Linked DNA regions of Sus scrofa: region 2 is linked to region 1. Evidence: chromatin contacts called from public Hi-C data. All regions are on one chromosome and are shown on one strand. The core of a region is the stretch at or near the end of the contact, and the rest is flanking DNA. Distances in the headings are between cores, read along the strand shown. Region 1 has its middle 36 kb from the start of DENND4C. Region 2 holds the start of RRAGA (ras-related GTP-binding protein A).

Region 1 (3,100 bases), core at 390-2,889:
GTGGGAGCAGGAAGAGATAAATTAGGAATTTGGAATTAACAGATATACCCTGTTGTATATACACAATAGATAAAAGAACCTACTGTATAGCACAGGGATCTATATTCAGTATCTTGTAATAGTCTCTAATGGAAAAGAAACTTTTTTTTTTTTTGTCTTTTTGCCTTTTCTAGGGGTGCTCCCTTGGCATATAGAGGTTCCCAGGCTAGGGGTCTAATTGGAGCCGTAGCCACCGGCCTATGCAAGAGCCACAGCAATTCAGGATCTGAGCCACGTCTGCAACTTACACCACAGCTCATGGCAACGCAGGATCCTTAACCCACTGAGCAAGGCCAGGGATTAAACCCGCGACCTCATGGTTCCTAGTCGAATTCATTAACCACTGCGCCATGACGGGAACTCCAAGAATCTTTTTTTTGCTTTTTAGAGCTGCACCCATGGTATCGAGTTTCCCAGGCTAGGAGTCTCATCGAAGGCTACAGCTGCCAGCCTACACCTGAGCCATAGCAATGCCAGATCCGAGCCGCATCTGCAACTTACACCACAGCACACAGCAACGCCAGATCTTTAACCCACTGAGCGAGGCCAGGGGTCAAACCTGCAACCTCCTGGTTCCTAGTCGGATTTGTTTCCGCTATGCCACGATGGGAACTCTTGGAAAAGAATCTTTAATAGAATATATATATATATATATATATATATATGTGTATGTGTGTATATATAACTGAATCACTTTGCTATACACCTGAAACTAACACAATATTGTAAATCAATCATACCTCAATTGAAAAAGAAGAAAGTTAACTCTGAAAGATATGCAGCTTTCTTCTGAGTAATTTCAATTCTCACATAGAAGGCACCTATTTCAGACTCTAATTCAGCACAACAGATCTGAGTGTAAATGAAATAACATGCCTCTGAATTTTCGTGGAGATTTTACTGAACCCTAAATTTCATACTAGTCATTCTTACATATGTATTTTTTTCATATAATAGAGAGTACTATATACAATCAAAAGGAAATCTTTTGCCTAGCCATAACCCCTGTGTCTCCATTCCCCTAACTGCAAATGACCAGGTTCTTACTTATCATTTCAGAGATATTTAATGCATTTTTCTGATATAAGAAAGCAAAACTTCAATACACATTTTATTTGATCCTCACAAAAATTCTATTAGGTAAATAGAAGAGGATTCCTTCCTGATCACAGAATTGAAAATGGAGGCTGAGGTGTTCCTGCTGTGGTACAAGGGAACGCAGGTTCGTTCTACAGCCTGGTACAATTGGTTAAGGATCAAACATTGGCTGCAGCTGCAGCAACTGTACTTGGCTCTGATCCCTGGTCCAGGAACTCCATACGCCATTGGGCTGCCAGGAAAGAAAGAAAGAGAGGAAGGAAGGAAGGAAGAAAGAAAGGAAGGAAGTGGGGGCTAAGAGAAGTGAATCAATTATTATAACTCTGTTCTACTGATAGGTTGATCACATAGTGAGGTCTTTATAGAGCACCTCTTGCATCTAGGCATTGGGCTGAGGAGTAGAGGCAAGACTCCAAGTTCAAATGCTTTACATCTTGGTGATATTTCTATTACTTGGAGTGGTTCCTGAATGCTTCCATTTAAGAGAGTGAATGTCTGTGGGAGTTCCCATTTGGTGCAGTGGGTTAAGGATCCAGCATTGTCACATATCTGTGGCTTAGGTGGCATGGTGCCACCAAAAGAAAAAAAAAAAAAAAGACTGAATATTTTAAAATTTGTAGAGGTCTTCATACAATGTAAGCATATTTACTAGAGAAATCTTAATTCACAAGTATAATACCCAATGTTATTCTGCAAAAGCTGAGGCCAAAGGAAAGAGAAAAGTAAAGGCTGACTTTTCTAACTATAGTACTTGCCTGACTAGGCAGCAAGATTTTAAAGATTTCTTAGGAAACCTCAACTGTTACAAGGAAGTGTTGCTTTTGGTTTAATGTTTATCCTGCTAGTGCACTCCACCCTTAAATGATCTTAGTGACTAATAGGACTGGCACCAGTTCTCCCTTACCAGATGTGAATTCCACTTATCGTCTTGTTTTTTGTGCCTTTTGCTGATTTGTAGTCACAGGCAAAATTAAAGAACTTCTTAAACAAGAATAGGCAATGATGTCTTTGCTCTTTGATTTTGAAATTGGCCTTGCACGATGGCCTCACCTAAAAGTCCTGTGGTTAGTTGTTCTTACGTTCCCTGACAGTGAGAGGGCCCTCCCTGGCCACCCGCAGTGACTCAGAAGGCAGCTGCAGAGAACAGGAAGACCAGAGATTCATGTGACAAGCCGTCAGCCTTTACCAGGGCAGACAAAGCAGGTGGACGTCTCTCCTCCTCCTTCCCTCCTCAGCTTTATGTTGCATTTCTGTTTTTTTTTTTTTTTTTTTCTTCCTCAAACTGCTCTGAATTTTCTCCTTGACCTAGTTTCATCTGTGGAAAAATGCTGTCCGGAAGGGCCTGCTGAGATTTTGTCTGGGCCTGCATCCCTGAAGAAGGCCAACAATCTGTTTGCACACCAAGAATGGAAAAAATGTTTCCATGCTCCAGAAGTTACTGAACACACTCTTTCCAAAATGAATCGATTCCTTCTATCAGGGATAGTTTTCAGTAATTGGGAAAACAAAGCTCTCAATATTCAGTAACCAGCCTCTAGATTTCAAAAGAGACCACACATCCTTACAGTTTCTTGCAGTTTTTCTTGGCCAAGTTTAAGTCATTGTTTGGACCAACATTAGAATCATAAAGCTTAGGGAATTGTTATCTTTAGAGAGGGATCCAGTAATCCGTGATTTTTTTTTTTTCTTTTTTCTTTTTAAGGCCATACTTGTGGCATATGGAAGATCCCAGGCTAGGCGTGAAATTGGAGATATAACTGTCAGCCTATGCCACAGCCACAGAGACACCAGATTCGAGCAGAGTCTGTGACCTACACTGCAGCTCCTGGCAATGCTAGATCCTAATCCACTGAGCGAGGCCAGGGATTGAACCCTCATCCTCATGTATACTAGTCAGGTTTGTTACAGCTGAGTCACAATGGGAACTCCCTAATCTGTGATTTTTAACTAGCGCTATTGATCT
Region 2 (3,315 bases), core at 666-3,165, 140 kb after region 1:
TAAGTTAACTTGTTAGGCAATACTTGTGGGCAGTCAGAATCTAGAGATTTAGTATTAACCATGTTCAAATTATTTCAAATAAGACCATATTTTAAATTGCTAACAAGCAAATGTTTATTCATGATTGAAGCCAAGTAGAATTTATAAATGCATTTTAATACCTTGCTGATAAAATAACATTCCATCTTTGCAATCAAGGAATACAGGAAGGTAATGTAAAGGCTTTGATGTGTATATCTTTATAACCAGGTAATCAGAGCACACACACACACCACCTACTTTACTGTTTACCATACCAACTTTTCAGAAAGGCCATCTTGAAAGCTCTACTGGATAGCTGAGTAAATAGCGTCCAAGGCTTAAAGATTGGGGAGCAGGGAAGAAAGAGAAGGAAGGAGTAAGCAGCACACATTTCAAAGCCCACTTTTAAGCACACAACATTATGAATATTAAAAAGAAAAGGATGCGGGTGGGGGTGGGGGGAGAAAGGCAATTCAGCATTTTCAGAAAGCGTATTTTGGCAGTATTCAACGCATAAGGAGGCTGTGCTTGGGGCCGTCCACTCTCTCCAGCTTCTCAAAGTGTTTCCTGGCATTGCGAATGTTGATCAGTGTAGCTGCAGAAGGGATCGAGGGATCAGACATAACCACCATCACGTAGGTGTTTGATGTGAAGATGTCGATGAAAGCAGCGAAGTTAGAATTCCTAACCTCCATGCTCTGGAAGGAAGCGGCCAATTTACTGCAGCTCAGCTTGAACTGCTTAATAATATTGCTGATCTTCTCGAACCGATGGACATCGCGCTGCTCTTTGCACTGGTAATGGGAAATGACCAAGAAGGTTGCTCTCTCGAACAGCAGAACTTCATCGGCCTCAATAATTTGGGCAAAATTCCTGAGGTTCATCTCCAGCTGCTGAACATTGGGAATCAGCTGATAGACGATGCTAGACCAGGCTTTGTAGAGCGTTTCATCCCAGATGGATGTTCGGAAACAGGCGCACTCGAGAGGGCGAGACAAACGCCTCAGGTCTTCCTCTCGCTCTTTAAAAATCAGGTCACGCTGATCTTCCTGAACCAGATCCATTTTGTGCACCAGGCAGAAGATTTTAGCATCAGGAGAGTTCTGGAGGATGGCCTCCAGACAGGACTGGTAATAATGCATGTCCTTTTCCAGTTCGCGGCTCTCCACGTCGAACACGTAAATCAGGACCTCGACATTACGGAAAATGTTGTCTCGCTGGCTGGTGAAATAATTTTCCATGAAGGTGTCCTGACCGCCACAGTCCCACAGGTTCAGCACCAGGTTGCCCAGAAATCGTACGTGGGAGTGCTCCACATCAATGGTGGCACCGAGGCGCCGGGTGTCGCGAGCGATATAATTTGCAAAGATAATCGACCTCATGCTGGTCTTCCCCGACCCGCTCTTCCCCATCAACAGCACCTTTTTCTTCATGGCTGTATTTGGCATCACCCGCCGGAGCTGCCGCGGACTGGGCCTCAGGGCGCGGCCTAACTGCAGCGCGGAGGGAGGGAAGGGGCCGGAGTCGCGGGGGCTCGCTGACTGGGCCCGCCGCTGTGCAGTCGGGGAAGCCGAAGGTGCGAGCTCGGGGCTGGAAAGGCCGCCACGAGTGAGTTCTTGCTCAGAGGAGAGCGCCGGTGGGGGGCGGACAGCTGCAGCAGCTCCGGAAAAACGCTGGCCTTCCGGAGAGAGTCTCTGCGTCTCCGCTGCCACCCACTTCCGGGGGCGATCTCGCGAGAACCCGCGCTCTCGGCCGTCGCTGCCCAACGAGCTTCGATAAACTGCTCTTTTACTGACACTCTGCAGGGCCCATCCGAAAGAGAAAATGGGGGGAGAACCCAGGACTCTGGCGTTCTGTTCTCCTAATAAACTGAGGTTACGATTGCAAGGTGTACGTATGTGGGCGGTTGGACCAATGCTGCCATCTCGTGGCTGAAACCCCCAACACACCGCTACCTTCCTTAAGACCGCGCTGTGGTTTGAGGTGGTTTTAGGCGCGGGCCGCAGACGGGTGAAGCAAAGGAAGATTTAATTTGTCAGCCCAGTTAGACCTCCCCAGATTCCCTGGTTTACTGAATGGGGCAGGACTTATGAAAACTATAGAGATGTGCAAAAGTAAGTGATTGCTCAGTGCTACACAGCTGAATGGTCGTAAATCCCTACTGGGAGATATCCTGACTCCCAGCTAGTGCTTTTTCCATTTGGAAGCAAGTTCCTTTCTTACACCTGCTTTCCCGGTAATCTCAGACTTTGGAATTTAGATCAGAATTTCAGCTCGAGGAAACTATAATATGGAACCCGTACATTACTTAATTTTCACAATAACCCTGTGAATAAATAATCCTATTTTCAAATAAGTCAGTCGAAGCTTATAGGGGTTAATACAGGTCTATTAAATGCTGAAATGCAGTTTATTTTTTAAAATACAAATTGTATATATTGAAGGTGAACAACATAATTTGATACACACAATAAAATGATTAAGGTCAAGCTAGCATATCTTGTATAGTTACGTTTTTTGTCCGTGTATATGGTGAAAGCACCTGAAATCTATTCCCTTAGTAAACCTCCAGTATTCAGTAGTTTTGACTATAGTCATCGTGCTGTAGGTTTGATCTCTAAACTTATCCTACATAACTGCAACTTTGTACCCTTTGACCAATGCCTTCCCATTACCTCTGCTTCTTCCTAGGAACAACCATCCTTCTCTCTGCTACTATGAATTTTGACTTTTTAAGATTCTACATGTAAATGATATAATGTAAGGTTTTTTCTTTTTATGTCTGACTTATTTCACTCAGTCTGATGACTTCCGGTTTTATCCTTTTTGTTGCCAGTAGTAGGATCTCCTTTCTGAAGTGAATAATATTTTGTTCTTTTTTTTTTTTGTCTCTCTAGGACAGCACCCCTGGACATAGAGAAGTTCTCAGGCCAGGGGTGGAATCTCTAGCCGCCGGCCTGCACCACAACCACAGCAACTCCAGATCCAAGCCACATCTGCGACCTACACCACAGCTCACAGCAACACCAGGTCCTTAACCCACTGAGTGAGGCCAGGGATCATACCTGAATCCCCATGGATATTAGTCGGGTTTGTTACTGCTGAGACATGATGGAACGCCCACCATTTCTTTTTTTAAGTTAAAGTTTTGATTTTATGTTTATCTTTTATTATAAAAACTCATTATAGAGTTTTATTTTTTTCCACTATAGCTGGTTTACAGTGTTCTGTCAATTTTCTCCTGCATAGCAAGGTGACCCAGTCACACATACATGTATACATTCTTTTTTCTTA

The links. A called contact is a pair of places that touch in the nucleus more often than the background predicts.
Region 2: a contact with region 1 is called in a Hi-C map of mesenteric adipose tissue, with 2.5 times the contacts expected there. The contact joins the promoter of RRAGA here to the enhancer-like site in region 1. A contact is called at or near these places in 1 of 5 promoter capture datasets (liver), 12 of 47 Hi-C or Micro-C datasets (embryonic fibroblasts, epiblast stem cells, heart right ventricle and 5 more) and 2 of 2 datasets of contacts at active chromatin or transcription factors (alveolar macrophages and skeletal muscle).

Annotation. Positions count from the first base shown.
Region 1 is chr1:203,636,047-203,639,146 of Sscrofa11.1, forward strand. No RefSeq gene overlaps it. Among named protein-coding and RNA genes, the nearest start is that of DENND4C, 36 kb to the left of the region's middle. Within about 2 kb of position 1,640, at least 44 of the 83 cell types and tissues checked have an H3K27ac peak or open chromatin away from gene starts, as enhancers often do. A contact at or near this core is called in alveolar macrophages, embryonic fibroblasts, mesenteric adipose tissue and 2 more, where this site is marked.
Region 2 is chr1:203,772,665-203,775,979 of Sscrofa11.1, forward strand. It overlaps RRAGA (ras-related GTP-binding protein A), which reads right to left and starts at 1,916. Exons shown (of 1, transcript XM_005660087.3): 1 at 1-1,916. The coding sequence starts at 1,469. The coding sequence ends at 528.